Regions from separate parts of the Sus scrofa genome. Here regions 1, 2, 4 and 5 are each linked to region 3. The links are chromatin contacts, called in public Hi-C and HiChIP or PLAC-seq maps. All regions are on one chromosome and are shown on one strand. Each heading gives the region's core, a stretch centred on a gene start, on an enhancer-like site or on the middle of the called end of the contact. The rest is flanking DNA. Distances are from core to core; before and after follow the strand shown. Region 1 has its middle 55 kb from the start of HES1. Region 2 has its middle 23 kb from the start of HES1. Region 3 has its middle 170 kb from the start of OPA1. Region 4 has its middle 73 kb from the start of HES1. Region 5 holds the start of HES1 (hes family bHLH transcription factor 1).

Region 1 (2,700 bases), core at 108-2,607, 290 kb before region 3:
ATGCTCTAGAAGCTGGAAAAGGCAAGAAAACAGATTCTCTTCTAGAGCTCCTAGGAAAGGAAACAGCCTGGCCAACCCCTTGATTTTAGCCCATTGAGACCCATTTTGGACTTTGGAGCTCTAGTGCCATCAGATGATACATTTGTGTTGTTTGAAGATACTATGTCTGTGGGGATTCCTTACAGCAGCAATAAAAATCTAATACAGCATCTTAGCGAGGGGCAGGCCTCAAGCAGGTTTAGCTGGTACTTCGGACTTAGGACAGACATGGTAGAAGCAGACACAGCCTTCCAAGGCGTTCCAGAGACTGTCTCCTCCTCAGGCCCTCTGCCAGCAGCCATGGCACAGAACCTATGTGTGCATAGGCTTTAAGCAGCTTTATGGGGGTGCTTGGGGCGCACCCCACCCTGAGGCCATCTCACGTACCTCTCACTTCCTCAGGCTTCTGCTGTGTGGCAAGGACACTAACCAATGTGCATCCTGGAACTGCATGGGCCCACCCTTGACTGATAAAGACAGGAACCTACAGGTAAATGCTTCCCCCTTTCGACCCTTGGGTGAGCAGTTCTGAGATGCTTTTCATAAAGCCCTTTGGGAGTTTCCAAGGATTGGAGCGCTGGGTCCCCAAGTGCATGCTGCCACAGTCATGCATCCTTGGCGAGGCTCTCCCTTCTTCCCTGCTCCCCCTGCAACAGAACCTCCCTCCTGCCTCCAGGAGGGACCATTACCCAAATGAATACCTGATGGAGACCTTTGTTTCCAGCTCTGCTTTTGGAGGGAACTGCTAAGACAATACGCTTGAATGGAACAGCTGCTCCTCTCACACTTGCTCAAGAGGGTACGCCCTGTCCAGTCTCCCAGAGCTGCGTGGAGCTCATGCAGGCCAGGGCTAGCAGGTGGTAGGGAGCCCTGGGACTTGCAAGTCTGTCTTGGGGTCTTGGCTGAGGATGCTTCCCGGTCTAATTAAAGACAGATGAAGTCTGGGGTTGAGGGGGAGTTGCCAGGCCCTTGGGGACATCAAGGGCCCTGCTCATTTAGTCGCTCAAGTCCCCTGACTCTGGTCGGCTTCCCTCAGAGCATGCCCACTGTATGAAAACCAGAACAGATGGCTTTCTGATGAACTTAATTACATCATTAGCAACTGGGCTACAAAAATGGGTGATTTGAGAGCGGCTGGGAAGCTGGAAGCCTTGTGGCCCCATGGCCGGGCAGCTGTTCCCGGGGCTGGCTGAACATGCCTTTGCAGTGGGCTCCTTCCCAACCCCCACCCCAGGCTGCCCTGTCACACCTCCTATAGGCTGAGCTGTGCTCTCTGATCCTGAGGCTTTCCCAACAGCCATTCCCAGAACAGATGGAAACGGATCTCTTGGGGACCTCCAGCTGATGCGGATTTCACAGTGGGCGGAAGCAAGTGAGAGGGAGCAGATAGGCCACCCCTTCCCACGGCCACTCGGGAGGCCACACTGGTTGTTCAGCTGTCCACCCTCACTCCTTGTGCAACGGGTGGGGCTTGAAGTGGGGGGGGATCCATTTCAGGAGAGGTGAGCCTGGAAGCTAGGAATATGACATGTCCCAGTCCCTTATGCTTTTAAACCTGAGCTCCAAGGAGCCGCAGGGGCCAGAGACCCCTGATCATCCCTGCTGCAGCCAGCGCGGAGTTTCTTTCCAGCTTCATTGGCAAGCACTGCTGCAGAAAAGGCTAGACCAGTCGTGAGTCCCTGAAAGCTCCCTCCCCCTCCTCTCACTTCCTGTCTTGTAGCCTCAGCTTTTTGCTGTCATCCCAGTCTCCTTTCTGTGCAAGCACGGCTACCTCATTCCTCAGATGCCACTTTCTCCCTGCAGCTCTCCCCTTCTGCCTCCCCTCCCTCCAATTTTAGCCACAATCCAGCCCTCCTTCCTCCGCGGTCTCCAAGTGTGTGTCCCGCAAAAATACACCAGTCACTTTATGCCCTCGATCATAATTATTTCCGTACTTGGTTCATTTCTGCCACTGGTCCTCTTCAGAGCAGGGAATGGCTTTTTTGGCTCCACAGTCTCCATGGGAGATGCCTGGGAAAATGTCTTTTGGTTTGGTTGCCTTTGTCTTTTTTTGTTTATTTATTTATTTTCTTTTTAGGGCTGCCCTTGAGGCATATGGAGGTTCCCAGGCTGGGGGTTGAATCAGAGTTGCAGCTGCTGGCCTACACCACAGCCACGGCAACGCGGGATCTGAGCCAAGTCTGTGACCTGCACTGCAGCTCATAGCAATGCTGGATCCTTGACCCACTGAGCAAGACCAGCTATCAAACCTGTGTCCTCATGGATCTGAGTCGGATTCGTTACTGCTGAGCCACGATGGGAACTCCCACCTATTTATTTATTTTTAATGAAAGTATATTTGATTGACAATGTTGTGCCGATTTCTGCTGTACAGCAAAGTGACCCAGTCACACATACATACATAGTTTCCTTTTCTTGTATTGCCTTCCATCATCATCTATCCCAAGAGATTGGATGTGATTCCCTGTGCCATACAGCACGACCTCATTGCTTATCCATTCTAAATGTAATCATTTGCATCTACTAACCCCAAACTCTCCGTCCACCCCATCCTTTGTGTTTATTTTTAATGAGTCCATGTGAAAAAAAAACTGACATCAAAAGCTGCTTTTTCTAAAGACCCTATTTTAGTTGGATCTGGCTGCCATAACAAAATGCCAT
Region 2 (2,700 bases), core at 169-2,668, 370 kb before region 3:
TCCAAGTTCTTGCTCCTTGCCCTGGTCCAGTTATTCATAGTGACCCCTTTCACTCCCCAAACTGAAGCAGTTTGGATGATAGATTAAATGATCCTCCCAAGTAACGCTTTCCAACATAGGGGCCCTGGTGTAGAGACAGACGTGGGAGTGGGGGGAGTCTCAGAGTTACGGGGAGGGTGTGTGTAAGCCCATCATGCTTGTATAGATTCTCAGTCAGCAGAGAGAAGAGTAAGACTATTACAGTTTAAGGTCCCAAGAAGGTCAAAGTTCAGCATAGGAATCCCTAGAAAACACTGGGATATAATGTCTTTATGTATGTATGTATGTATGTATTGGGCTGCCCTGTGGCATATGGAATTACCCGGCCAGGGATTAGATCCCAGCTGCAGTTGTGACCTATGTCCCAGCTATTGCAACGCTGGATCCGGGCCAGGGATCGAACCTGCATCCTGGTCCTGCAGAGACGTTGCCAATCCCGTTGCACCACAGCGGGAACTCCAACATAATGACCTACAGGATCCAATCCTCCCCATCCAGCCCCTCGTCCCCCGCCCTCCCCCCATCTCCTAGCACCCTGCCTCCCTGATTTCCATGCTGTTTCAGGGCTCTCTGCTTTTGAACACGTTTTCCTACTAAGGAAGGAAAGCTCTCTGCCATCAGCACCACCCCTCACCACCCCTCTTATCAGGCTAATGAAATCCCACCCTTCCATCAATGCTCAGAGCCTTCAGCCTCCTGTCCCCACACCCCCACGGGGCAGAGCTGAACCCTCTCTTCCTCCTCTGAGCCTTCTTGTGCGCTCTCTTCTGTCCTGCTGGCCCTTAACACTCTGTATTGGCTGTATTTGTTTATGAGCTTGTCTCTCTCCTGGACCGTGAGCAGCTTAAGGGCACAGTGGCCAGCACCTGGCGGGGAGAGGGGGGCCGAGGGGACACGGGCAGTGTGTGTCAAGCACATTCATTCAATACACATGTATTGAGCATTAACTTTATTCCAAAACTTTATTCCCCACTACATTGTAGGGGACCCAGTAGCGCACAAAGCCATGTCCCTGTCCCGGGGCATCCCCGCCCAGTTAGGAATCAGTGTGGTGTAGTGTGAGCTTGGGGGCCAGTCTGTGCACTGTGTGTGTGTGTGTGTGTGTGTGTGTGTGTGTGTGTGTACGTGTACACATGCGTCTGTGACAGCTCCAGGAGGTTTCCTGGAACCTTGGGTTCTTCTCAGGAAACCAAAACACTTCAGAAAAAGTCAGGCTTTTTCCATGAAGCTTCTTTATGAATTAAGCTGCATAAATCTCCGATCTATTTAAAAACAGGGAAAGGGAAGTCTGCAGAGACAAAAATAACTTTCTCAAGGTCAGTGAGTTGCGAGCTTAGTCCCTTGGGAGAGAAGCCTTGTGCCTTGGACCTGGCTGAGCCTAGGCCGAGGGGTGGCTGTGAGCACGCCTGCCTGTTCCTCTGGGAGGTAGGGGCTCCCCACAGTGCAGCCTCTGTGAGGCAGGCTGTGTGGGTGCCTGTCACCAGGCAGGGGCCCTTCCCGGGAGCTGGTCCAAGGCCACAGAGGCTGAGCAGAAGCCCGTGTGCTGTTTCTGGCGTGGAGGGCTCTGTTCTCAGTGGCGTCTGTGCACAGTTCCTGGAGTGGGGGTAAGACTTATGGCAGGTCCCGAGGGGCTTGGCAGAAGATAATGCAAACCACGGAAGCAACAGAAGATGGGGGGGGGGGCTGAGGGGAAGGGAGGATGAAAGAGAGATCAAGATATTGAGAGTCTCAGCCTGAGCCCTGAGATCCAGCTGTGGGACAGGAACCGGCGTCCAGCTTTGTGCTCTCAGAATACCATATCAGTCTCATGTCCTGTGTCTTTCTCTCTCCATACCCACCACCCCGCTCTTTCACCCCAATTCGCTGCTGCCTTTAAACAACCTTCCTCACCCCAACTCAGAGATTTTTTGTTTTTTTCTTCTCTCACTCAGAGGTTGGGACAATTCCAGGCAGCCCTGGGTCCCCTTCAAGATTTCCTCTTCCCGCCTTCACCACCTCCTTAACTGTACCCAGGGACACTCTTCAGAACTAAGAAGACTAGCCTCCCACAGGACAGAAGGAAAGGGGACCAATCCTACAGAAGGGTCACTGTCCAGACCCACAGGCCCAGGCTGGCCACTCTGTCCATGGCCCGGGGGGAGGGGAGGTAAGAGGGAGCTCCCTGACTCCCTTGAGGTGGGTGACCTCCAGGTCTGAGCCTACACTGGATTCCATAACAGCCTCCCCCAGCTCAAAGAAATACAGAGCCACAGGGAGAGGAGAGAAGCTGACCCGGAGGTGGCAGGGAAATGCCTGCTGCTGTCAGGTCACCTGAAACCCAAAATCCAGTCACTCAGCTACTCACATTGTATGCACCTATTGACTCTCATTCAAGGGGGGGCAGGCCTCTGGGGAGGGCAATTCAGGGGATTTGGGGCTCCAAGTTGGAGGAACCCCAGGACCACATCATTCAAAGCTCCCATTTTACAGATAAAGAAACTGGAGTTCAGTGAGGGCAGGTGACATCGCCAAGGTGACCAGGAGTTGGAGCAGTGCCCATCTCCAGGTCAGCTTTGGGCTCCACCAGGCCCCCTCCAGGGAATTTAAAGAGGCAGCTTTTCCTGGACAAGGATTGACTCAGGGCCGTGACTCATTAGCACATGAAACCAGTCAGACCTGGTC
Region 3 (2,700 bases), core at 133-2,632:
GAACGGAAGTTCTAGGCCAAGCTCTGCAACTAATTGGGTATGTAGACATGTCAGAAGAATGTCCTTGTGGTCCCCTTCTCTCCTCCTGTAAATCACAGTTGGAGCAGGTGCTCCCTCCTGACGCTCAGATTAAGGAAGGTGCGCGGTTCTCCCACCTGCCAGGGTCTTGCACCATTTCCCACTGACCGCTAGCAAAAGACCCTCTGGGTTTACTTGAACATGGGTCAATTTCATGGGGGCACATTATTGGTAAAAGCGAGGTTTCCTGATGACGAGTGTGGAATGGGAGCCCCGAGAATAGAGAAGGCTGCCTTCAACACATGACTCTGTTTTGGTTGCCACCACCCCTGTCTATCACAGGTGGTTGAGTCCCAGTAAGGAGTCCTGGACCGGGGGTCCTTTTTCTGGCCATGCCCTCGGCATGCAGAAGTTCTCGGGCCAGGGAACGAACCTGCACCACGGCAGGGATAACGCCAGATCCTTAATCCACTAGGCCACCAGGGGACTCTTGAGGTGGGGTTCCCTGCTCTGCTGTCTTGCCTTTTGGAGGCTCAATTTCCCCACCGAGAAACTGAGACAACACCTTTGAGCCAGGGTCTGGTGCTCATGCATTAGCTGAGCTGGCCGCCGACACCCCTTGGCTGTGGCCCAGAGCTCAGCGGTGGTGAGCAGCCATCTGCAGGGGGTGGAAGAAAAACAGGAATGCCCCCCACCCCTCTGCCACCCACGCCCAGTGCAAACAGTCCTCACCCCTTACAAGCAAGTAATTAGATGTTCCCAGGGTGGCCTGTAAATTGCTAACTTCTCTCTTTGGGAGGTAAGACAGGAAAGAGATTGCTACCGAAAATTTCTCTATTTTTCTGTCTGTGGATGAGTGCATTTTGAGAGATAGCCTCTGTGTGTGTGTGTGTGTGTGTGTGTGTGTGTACCAGCACCCTCCTCTCCAGCCCATGACTTACACAACTGGGTATTTACACACCAGATGATCCCTGCAGGAAAAGGCAAGTCCCCAGCTGCTGTGGAATTTTAAGAGATCTCCCTGGAATGCCCTTCTGGGATGTCTGGTTCTAATTGCCTCCGTCAGCCAGTGCTGGCGAGCTGGCAGAAGCAATGAGAGGTGAAATTAAACAGATTCCAGTTCACATCAGACCCCCAGCCTTGCCAGAGCTCCCCCACCTTCCCATCCCAGGGCTGGAAAATGATGGTGGGCATGCTGGAAAGAACTCTAGACTGGAAATTGGAAGGCCCAGATTCTTGTCCCTGTGCTGCCACTGCCACCCTGCCCTGGGTGGCTTTGGACCCAGCGTTTCCCTTCTCCAGCCTCCATCTTCCTCATTTGCTGAATGAGTGGTGAGGACCACTGGCTGGTCTCCAAGGCCTCTTCCCAGCCTCAGATTCAGGGACAGTAATGTCAAGTTCTCGCTGCAGAGTCGAGCGGCGGGGAGGGGGCTGGACTTTCTTCTGAACTTTAAAACCGGATGCTCTGCATTTTTAGATCTTTACGAAGAACAGGGGAAAGAGAGAGGATCTCGTTCCCACCCATTATAACCCAGCCCCAGCCCCAGCCCCATTCTTTCCTTGCTCCTTGGCTCTGGGTCGGGATGGTGGAACCCCAGCCAGAGAGGAGACGGGCATCTGCAGTTCCCTAGTGCCCCCTATAGGCCCAAAGGACAATCGCGCTGAAATGGGAGTTGTCCCCGGGGCCACCTGCACCTCAGCCCCCCAGGCTTCTTCTACTGCAAAGCCTCAGGTTTTAGAAGCAGAAGATTCAAAGAGTCCCCTAAGTTGTGGGGAATTTATCTTTTTAGCCTACTGTTTTGAGGTTCAGATTAAAGCCATTGGACTAAAAGTCATAACAGGCTGGGGCCGAACCCCCTGTAGGTTTCCTATGGTGCATATAAGAGCAGCAGGAGTACCAAGCACCAAATACTGAAGGCTTCTGGTTCATACTCTGCTCTTACTCACCCCTCCCTGCCAGCACCCTCACCCCTAACCCTACAGTGGATGCTTGCACATCTCCAGTGCCAAGGAGCTCACTACTTTCCCAATCTGCCTATATATCTGGCAGGGATTCTGTATGATTAGTAACAGAGCCCAAATCACAAATCTGACTTCATCAAACTAGGGGTTTATTTGCTCACCTGAAAGATACCTGCAGAGAGCAGCAGGTCCACAAAATCACTGGGAGCTAGATTTCCTTCCAGATTCTTCCTTAGTCATCCTTCTAGCATGACTGCTTCATGGGCCTTGTGGGCCTAGATGATTGCTTATGTTCTCACCGTCACCTCTGCACCCAGAGAGGAAGAGGTGGGAGGGCAAGGGGCCCGGGGTCCCTTCCCACTTGGTCAGCCCCCCTTGAAGACCCATCTAATGCCTTGTGCTTGCATCTTCTGGGCCACTCCAGCTGCAGGGGTGCTTGGGAATGTAGTTTCATGGACCCTTCCCATAAAATCAGGGCCTGATCCCAAGGGACGAGGGAGAATGGACACTGGGTCCTCCAGAGCAAATGGCCGTACAGCCAGTGCCGGTGGAGAGAAGCTGTGAAGGGTTGTGCGGCACTGCAGCTGTCTCTTGAGCACACGAATCTCCCTCTGACTGCAGAGAGGACAGGAGCAAGCGTGCTGGCTCAGTGGGCGTACTCACATGCCCAGAGGGAACGCTCCACTCCCCACACTGGACCAGCTTCCTGCCAAGTCGGTG
Region 4 (2,700 bases), core at 158-2,657, 270 kb before region 3:
TGGCCCTATTTCCAAATACAGTTCCCATGAGGGGGCTAGGGTGTCAACATATGAATTGGGGGGCGGGGGAGGGGGCGAAATTCCCCTAGCAGTGGGGAAAGAGTGGAACTCATGCTAGAAGTGGAGACCTCCTTGACTACGTGGGCAGGGGGCATACCTGATGAAGGGAATCGGCTGGGCAGAGGTGGAGGCAGGCACGAGCAGGCCTTGAGGAACCTGGCGTGGCTGGAACCAAAAGTGTGTGCCGAGTGGAAAATAGGTTTGAGAAGCTTGGAATATGGCCAGATTCGGCAAGCTTCTGAATGCCAGGTGTTGGAGGTTTTTTTTTTTAAATGCTGAATTTATGCTTGAAGTGCCTGGAAATAAGAGCTGAGGGAGGCTTGGGAATGAAGGAGGAGAGCCTTGTTCAATGACAGGGCAACAGTCAGGCTTTGAAAGTGTATCTCAAGGGCATCAGATATAGGAAACCTAATCCTAGTTTTCAGATGAGGGCACTGAGGCCAAGAAAGGTCAAGTGACCAGGCTAAGGCCAACAGTAGGTTCGTGGGACTTGGGGATCAGCTATAGCACTTGGCCAGCTCTACAGTGGACCCACCTGTCATTGTCCGCCTTGGCCCCTGGGTACCAGGTGGGGAGAGGGGCTCAAAGAAGGTCCACGTGCTGGGCTTGTGACAGGTGAGTTAGAGGGAGGTGAGAGCAGAAGCAAAAGCAGCTGCAGCCTCCAGCAGGGATCTAGATCAGCCTCCCCATGCTCCGAAGTGGCTGGGGAAAGATCAACCTGTGAGAAACTGTTAGAGACATTCGACTCTGTTGAATGGGCTTTTAAGGAATGAGGAAGATTTGGAATGGATGAAGAGGCAGAAAGAAGGGCATTTTATATCTTTTGGGATATTTTGGTTGCTGTTATCCTTGCTGTTTAAGATGGCACTCTGAGAGTTCCTTGGCAGCTCAGCAGGTTAAGGATCTGGCATTGTCACTGCTGTAGCTCGAGTTCAATCCCTGGCCTGGGAAACTTCCACATGCTGTGGGCATGCCCCCCCCCAAACAAAGATGACACTCTGAACCATGCATTTATGCTAATGCTTTAAATAGAAACACACCAGATTTGACCCAAATCCAAACAATATGACAGTACAGACAGAAAGGCAGAAACATCTGGGAGATATTAAGTATCTATGAGCAGTAGTTTTTTTAAGTCAAAGTCCACGGGGCTGACTTATAGGCAAACTACTTATTCTCTCAATGAAGAAACCAGGGCTTAGAAAATAAAAACTGCCTAAAGCCACATAGATAGTAAGTGGCTGAGCTGGTTGACCCCAGATCCATCTGGCTCCAATGCTTGTCCTCTTTCCACCCCCGTGATGCTCACACTGGGCCAGTTTGATGCTTGGATATCAGATATCCATCTGGTAACTATATTTTCCAAACCCCAAATAGGACACATGGTCTGACAAGTGTGAAAGCACTCGCAGGGACAAGAGGCTAGAATGTTTTAAATTAGGACCATCCAGGCAAATCCAGGACATCTGGTCATCAGAGGTATCCAGGGGCTGCCCACACCCTTGGCACAAGGCTGGCTGTTGCCATTCAATACTCTTTCCCATCCTGAATGCCCAAGGTCTATTTTTTAGTTGGAGCATATGCCACTGATAAGCGAGAGACTTTTAAAAAGATCAAACAAACAGCTGGAGGGAGGTTGCAGTGGACATTCTTTTTAGGGCAGCCTAAGAGTGGAGAGAGACCAGGGGAGGGCAGGGAAGTGGCAGAGGGTGGGAAGAAAAACCCTTGGCTTCCAGATCCTAGGAGGCGCGAGGCGCCATGAGCTGAGGGCAGGTTGAGGTGGGAGGGCTTTCCCCCAGTATCAGGAAGGTAGCTACCCTCTTCTCTCCCTTCCTCTTTCCCCATCTCTTCTGCTTTCTCTTCTCTTTTTTTGAACCTCAACCGCTCCCTTCCTGCCTCCCTCTCCCTCCCACACAGAGAAGAAGGATGCTCTACTGTGCCTGGCGCCCCTGGGAAGGGAGCAGCGGCTTCCGTGGAGGGGAGACGACTTACTAGCTAGTGATGTGATGGCTTTCAAACCCTCTTCTGTGAGATGGGGCAAAGGAACAGGTTTTTATGGAATTCTGTGGGATCCTGGGCGAAACTGTTCTGGAACCTGGAAAGAATTGGACACGTGGTGCTGAGCTGTGTATTCCATGGGCGCTGGGGACGATGTCATGTTGATATTGTTAAGATCAAATGTCAGGCTGAGGAGCATTCATCTGGAGAGATGTGTGTTTCATGTTGTGTGTCTGAGTCATCTAGGAAAGGGAGAAGTGAGATGGGAGGTAGGATGCATGTATGCCCCTGGGTGTGTTGAGAGAGAGAGAGAGAGAGAGAGAGAGAGAGAGAGAGAGAGAGAGAGAGAGAGAGGGCATTTGCTAGAAATCACATAATCATAGAGTATTAGAGACAAGCCTCAAAGAATGTGTAGCTCACCCGCTTCACTGTATGCATGGGGATTCTATTGTCCAGACAAAAAAGTTAACTTTCCAAGGTCAATAGCTAGTCAGTGGTCACAATGGGTCGTGGTCCAGGCCTCCCTGTCCAAGTGTAAGGCTTCCTTTGTCAGGCCAAGTTCAGCCATGCTATACCCGCGGCCCTGCGCTAGGGGCACAGGGAGGCAGAGGGGAAAGGAGGTGTGGCCTCCAGTGTCCAGGC
Region 5 (2,700 bases), core at 190-2,689, 350 kb before region 3:
GCCCTCGCACGTGGACAGGAAGCGGGTCACCTCGTTCATGCACTCACTGAAGCCGGCGCGGTACTTCCCCAGCACGCTCGGGTCTGTGCTTAGCGCGGCTGCGGGCCAGGAGACAGACGGGTCACCGAACGTCCCTGGCCCCGAGGCCACCTCCTCCGCCCTGGGAGGTCCCCGCAGTGCGCCTCCCTGACCACCCGCCCGTAGAACTGCCTCTGGCTACTAGGATGGGCTTAGGAAAAAACAATCGCTTCTCCATCCTAGCTTGGCGACCAAAGCCGAGACGCTCCCTCTCTGCTCTCAGTCGCTCCATTTAAACCGATCTCAACCTCAGATCTGCCTCCCCCTAACCCCCGCGCGATTTGACCTTGGATAATGCCCTTCCCCCCTTCTCCACCACCAAGCCTTATTTTTCCTTCTGTAGTGGAGTGCTAAACCAGATGACCCCAGGCTCCGCGCAGCTTAAAGACCGCCACGCTTCTAAGTCTTTTCGCCCCCACCCGCTTCCCCCTGGCCAAGCCGCCCGCCGCCCTCGCCACTACAACCTCTCTCCCTCCCTTTCCGGAACAGTAACAACTTGGAGTTGTGGCTATAAATAAGCCCCAGACCGTGGGAACGCAAGAATGAGCCAAGGCAGTAAAATGTAGCTGAATGCCTCTCACAACCACGGGCGGAAGTCTGGAAGAAATCACCGCGGGGCGAGAGGGACGCCCGCAGAGGGGGACGCGGCCAGCCGCCCTCACCCGTCATCTGCGCCCGCTGCAGGTTCCGGAGGTGCTTCACTGTCATTTCCAGAATGTCCGCCTTCTCCAGCTTGGAATGCCTCGAGCTCTGCACAGAAAAGGAGGCAAGGGAGGAACGTGAGAGACTGCCAGCGGCCTCGGAGTGCTGGGGGTGGGGGGTCCCTCCTCTCCGCCGCGTCGCCAACATCCCCCAGACCCCGGGTAGAGTAGACCCAGCCCTCCCGCCTAAGGGAACGCAGTGCAGGCGGGGGAGATCTCGCTGACAAAGGGGTTTGGTTCTTAATACCAAAGAAATAGTATTTCAATTTTTTTAATTAAAAAAGGCAATATTACCCACTTACATCTTTTTTAAGAGCATCCAAAATCAGTGTTTTCAGCTGGCTCAGACTTTCATTTATTCTTGCTCTTCGTCTTTTCTCCATGATGGGCTTTGATGACTGTAAAAGGGGAGGGGGGAGGAAAAAGAGCCCTGAGTTCCCATGAGACTTGACATTTCACCCCAGGGTTTAAAGGGAGAAAGGAGCCCCCACCCATCCCGACTTAATCTCTTAGGGGCTGTGGAGAGATACAGGTATTGCCCTTACCTTTCTGTGCTCAGATGCTGTCTTTGGTTTATCCGGTGTCGTGTTGACACTGGCTGGGGTAGCAGCCACCGGGGACGAGGAATTTTTCTCCATTATATCAGCTGGCATTTTCTGTTTTTTTTTTTTTTTTTTTTTTTTTAATCCCTAGAGAATTTTATTTTTGGAGTTCTTCACACCAAAAAAAATTGTTTTGTTTATGTCTCTTTTACTTGAGACTTTCGCAAAGCTACTGAGCAAGTGCTGAAGGTTTATTATATCTTATGGCTACTTGGTGATCGGTAGCGCAATTCCAGGACCAAGGAGAGAGGTAGACGGGGGATTCCGCTGTTATCAGCACCAGCTCCCGGATCCAGTGTGATCCTCAGGCCCTGGCGGCCTCTATATATATCTGGGACTGCACGCGAACGGCTCGTGTGAAACTTCCCAAACTTTCTTTCCCACAGTAACTTTCAGCCAATGGGAGGAGGAGACACGCGGCACCGCTCGTGGACCGCGCCCCCCCATTGGCCGCCAGGCACAAGGCCTGGCGGCCAATGGCGCGCGCCTGAGCCCGGGGCACCAGAGGCTACAACGTCAATCAAAAGGATTTTAACCCTTTGTTACTCTCCCTACTGGGCTTTGCTTTAGAGAGGATTTTTCTGCATTGGGTTTGATCTACTCTAGTTTATTTCTTTGGAGGCTGGGGTCTTTGCTGCTTATTTCCATTCGCGTGTAATAGAGCTGCTTTGACACTAATAAGTTCACTTGAAATATATTTTTAAAAAGGTTTAGAAGGACAGGGATAAAAGATTATAATTGCATGGTTAAAAGAAAAAGGGGGAACATGTGCAAGGGTGTGACTTACAGAAACATCTAAGTGATTTCCCGCTCAGACTCCGCACATTCCGGGGGTGGGGGGTGAAAGTCGACCATGCAGAAAAAGGACAAAATTCCTTTCTGCATGCAGAAAAGGAAAAAGTGCCTCCATCTTACTTACATTTGCAGGTTTTTCAGAGCAAAGTGGTTTTTGATCCCCGCCCTCCACCCCTACCCCAGCCTGTCTCTCATTTCTGTTACGGAGTTGAGGCCTTGAACCTAGCGCTTCCCCAGGAAACAATCAGAATAATTTCCAACTGAGCAGAAAGGAAATGGAATTTCAAATGAAAGATGAACAAGGAGGGCTTTGATGGCAATGCCTCAGGGACGCGCGCGCGTCCTGGCCACCCTTTCCCTTTCCACCCGTGGGCTCTCAGTTTTGCTGCACATAGAGGTGGCGAGCCGAGTGGCAGCCGCTCCCTCCTTCTCGCCCCGCGAGCGACCAGGGCAACCTCGACACCCGTCGCGCGCGGGCCCTTTAAGAGCTACACCAGCCGAGCTGCAGTTTGACATCAGCCGGC

Evidence for each region. Hi-C and Micro-C count contacts between places; a contact is called where the count stands out from the background. HiChIP or PLAC-seq counts read pairs in DNA pulled down with a chosen protein or histone mark.
Region 1: a Hi-C map of skeletal muscle shows a contact between it and region 3, with 5 times the contacts expected there. The contact joins two enhancer-like sites. A contact is called at or near these places in 3 of 47 Hi-C or Micro-C datasets (heart right ventricle, liver and skeletal muscle) and 1 of 2 datasets of contacts at active chromatin or transcription factors (skeletal muscle).
Region 2: an H3K27ac HiChIP or PLAC-seq map of skeletal muscle shows a contact between it and region 3. The contact joins two enhancer-like sites. A contact is called at or near these places in 5 of 47 Hi-C or Micro-C datasets (blood, embryonic fibroblasts, liver and 2 more) and 2 of 2 datasets of contacts at active chromatin or transcription factors (alveolar macrophages and skeletal muscle).
Region 4: a contact with region 3 is called in an H3K27ac HiChIP or PLAC-seq map of skeletal muscle, with 7 times the contacts expected there. The contact joins two enhancer-like sites. A contact is called at or near these places in 7 of 47 Hi-C or Micro-C datasets (embryonic fibroblasts, fetal skeletal muscle, heart right ventricle and 2 more) and 1 of 2 datasets of contacts at active chromatin or transcription factors (skeletal muscle).
Region 5: an H3K27ac HiChIP or PLAC-seq map of skeletal muscle shows a contact between it and region 3. The contact joins the promoter of HES1 here to the enhancer-like site in region 3. A contact is called at or near these places in 3 of 5 promoter capture datasets (fetal liver, fetal skeletal muscle and liver), 27 of 47 Hi-C or Micro-C datasets (adipose tissue, alveolar macrophages, blood and 16 more) and 2 of 2 datasets of contacts at active chromatin or transcription factors (alveolar macrophages and skeletal muscle).

What each region holds. Positions count from the first base shown.
Region 1 is chr13:131,079,453-131,082,152 of Sscrofa11.1, reverse strand. No RefSeq gene overlaps it. Among named protein-coding and RNA genes, the nearest start is that of HES1, 55 kb to the left of the region's middle. Within about 2 kb of position 1,357, at least 7 of the 83 cell types and tissues checked have an H3K27ac peak or open chromatin away from gene starts, as enhancers often do. A contact at or near this core is called in skeletal muscle, where this site is marked.
Region 2 is chr13:131,157,714-131,160,413 of Sscrofa11.1, reverse strand. No RefSeq gene overlaps it. Among named protein-coding and RNA genes, the nearest start is that of HES1, 23 kb to the right of the region's middle. Within about 2 kb of position 1,418, at least 28 of the 83 cell types and tissues checked have an H3K27ac peak or open chromatin away from gene starts, as enhancers often do. A contact at or near this core is called in skeletal muscle, where this site is marked.
Region 3 is chr13:130,789,508-130,792,207 of Sscrofa11.1, reverse strand. No RefSeq gene overlaps it. Among named protein-coding and RNA genes, the nearest start is that of OPA1, 170 kb to the right of the region's middle. Within about 2 kb of position 1,382, at least 17 of the 83 cell types and tissues checked have an H3K27ac peak or open chromatin away from gene starts, as enhancers often do. A contact at or near this core is called in adipose tissue and skeletal muscle, where this site is marked.
Region 4 is chr13:131,061,513-131,064,212 of Sscrofa11.1, reverse strand. No RefSeq gene overlaps it. Among named protein-coding and RNA genes, the nearest start is that of HES1, 73 kb to the left of the region's middle. Within about 2 kb of position 1,407, at least 3 of the 83 cell types and tissues checked have an H3K27ac peak or open chromatin away from gene starts, as enhancers often do. A contact at or near this core is called in skeletal muscle, where this site is marked.
Region 5 is chr13:131,134,709-131,137,408 of Sscrofa11.1, reverse strand. HES1 (hes family bHLH transcription factor 1) reads right to left here and starts at 1,439. Exons shown (of 4, transcript NM_001195231.1): 1 at 1,325-1,439; 2 at 1,082-1,177; 3 at 741-828; 4 at 1-98. The coding sequence starts at 1,432. It overlaps LOC102164131 (a long non-coding RNA gene), which reads left to right and starts at 1,830. Exons shown (of 8, transcript XR_002337825.1): 1 at 1,830-2,700.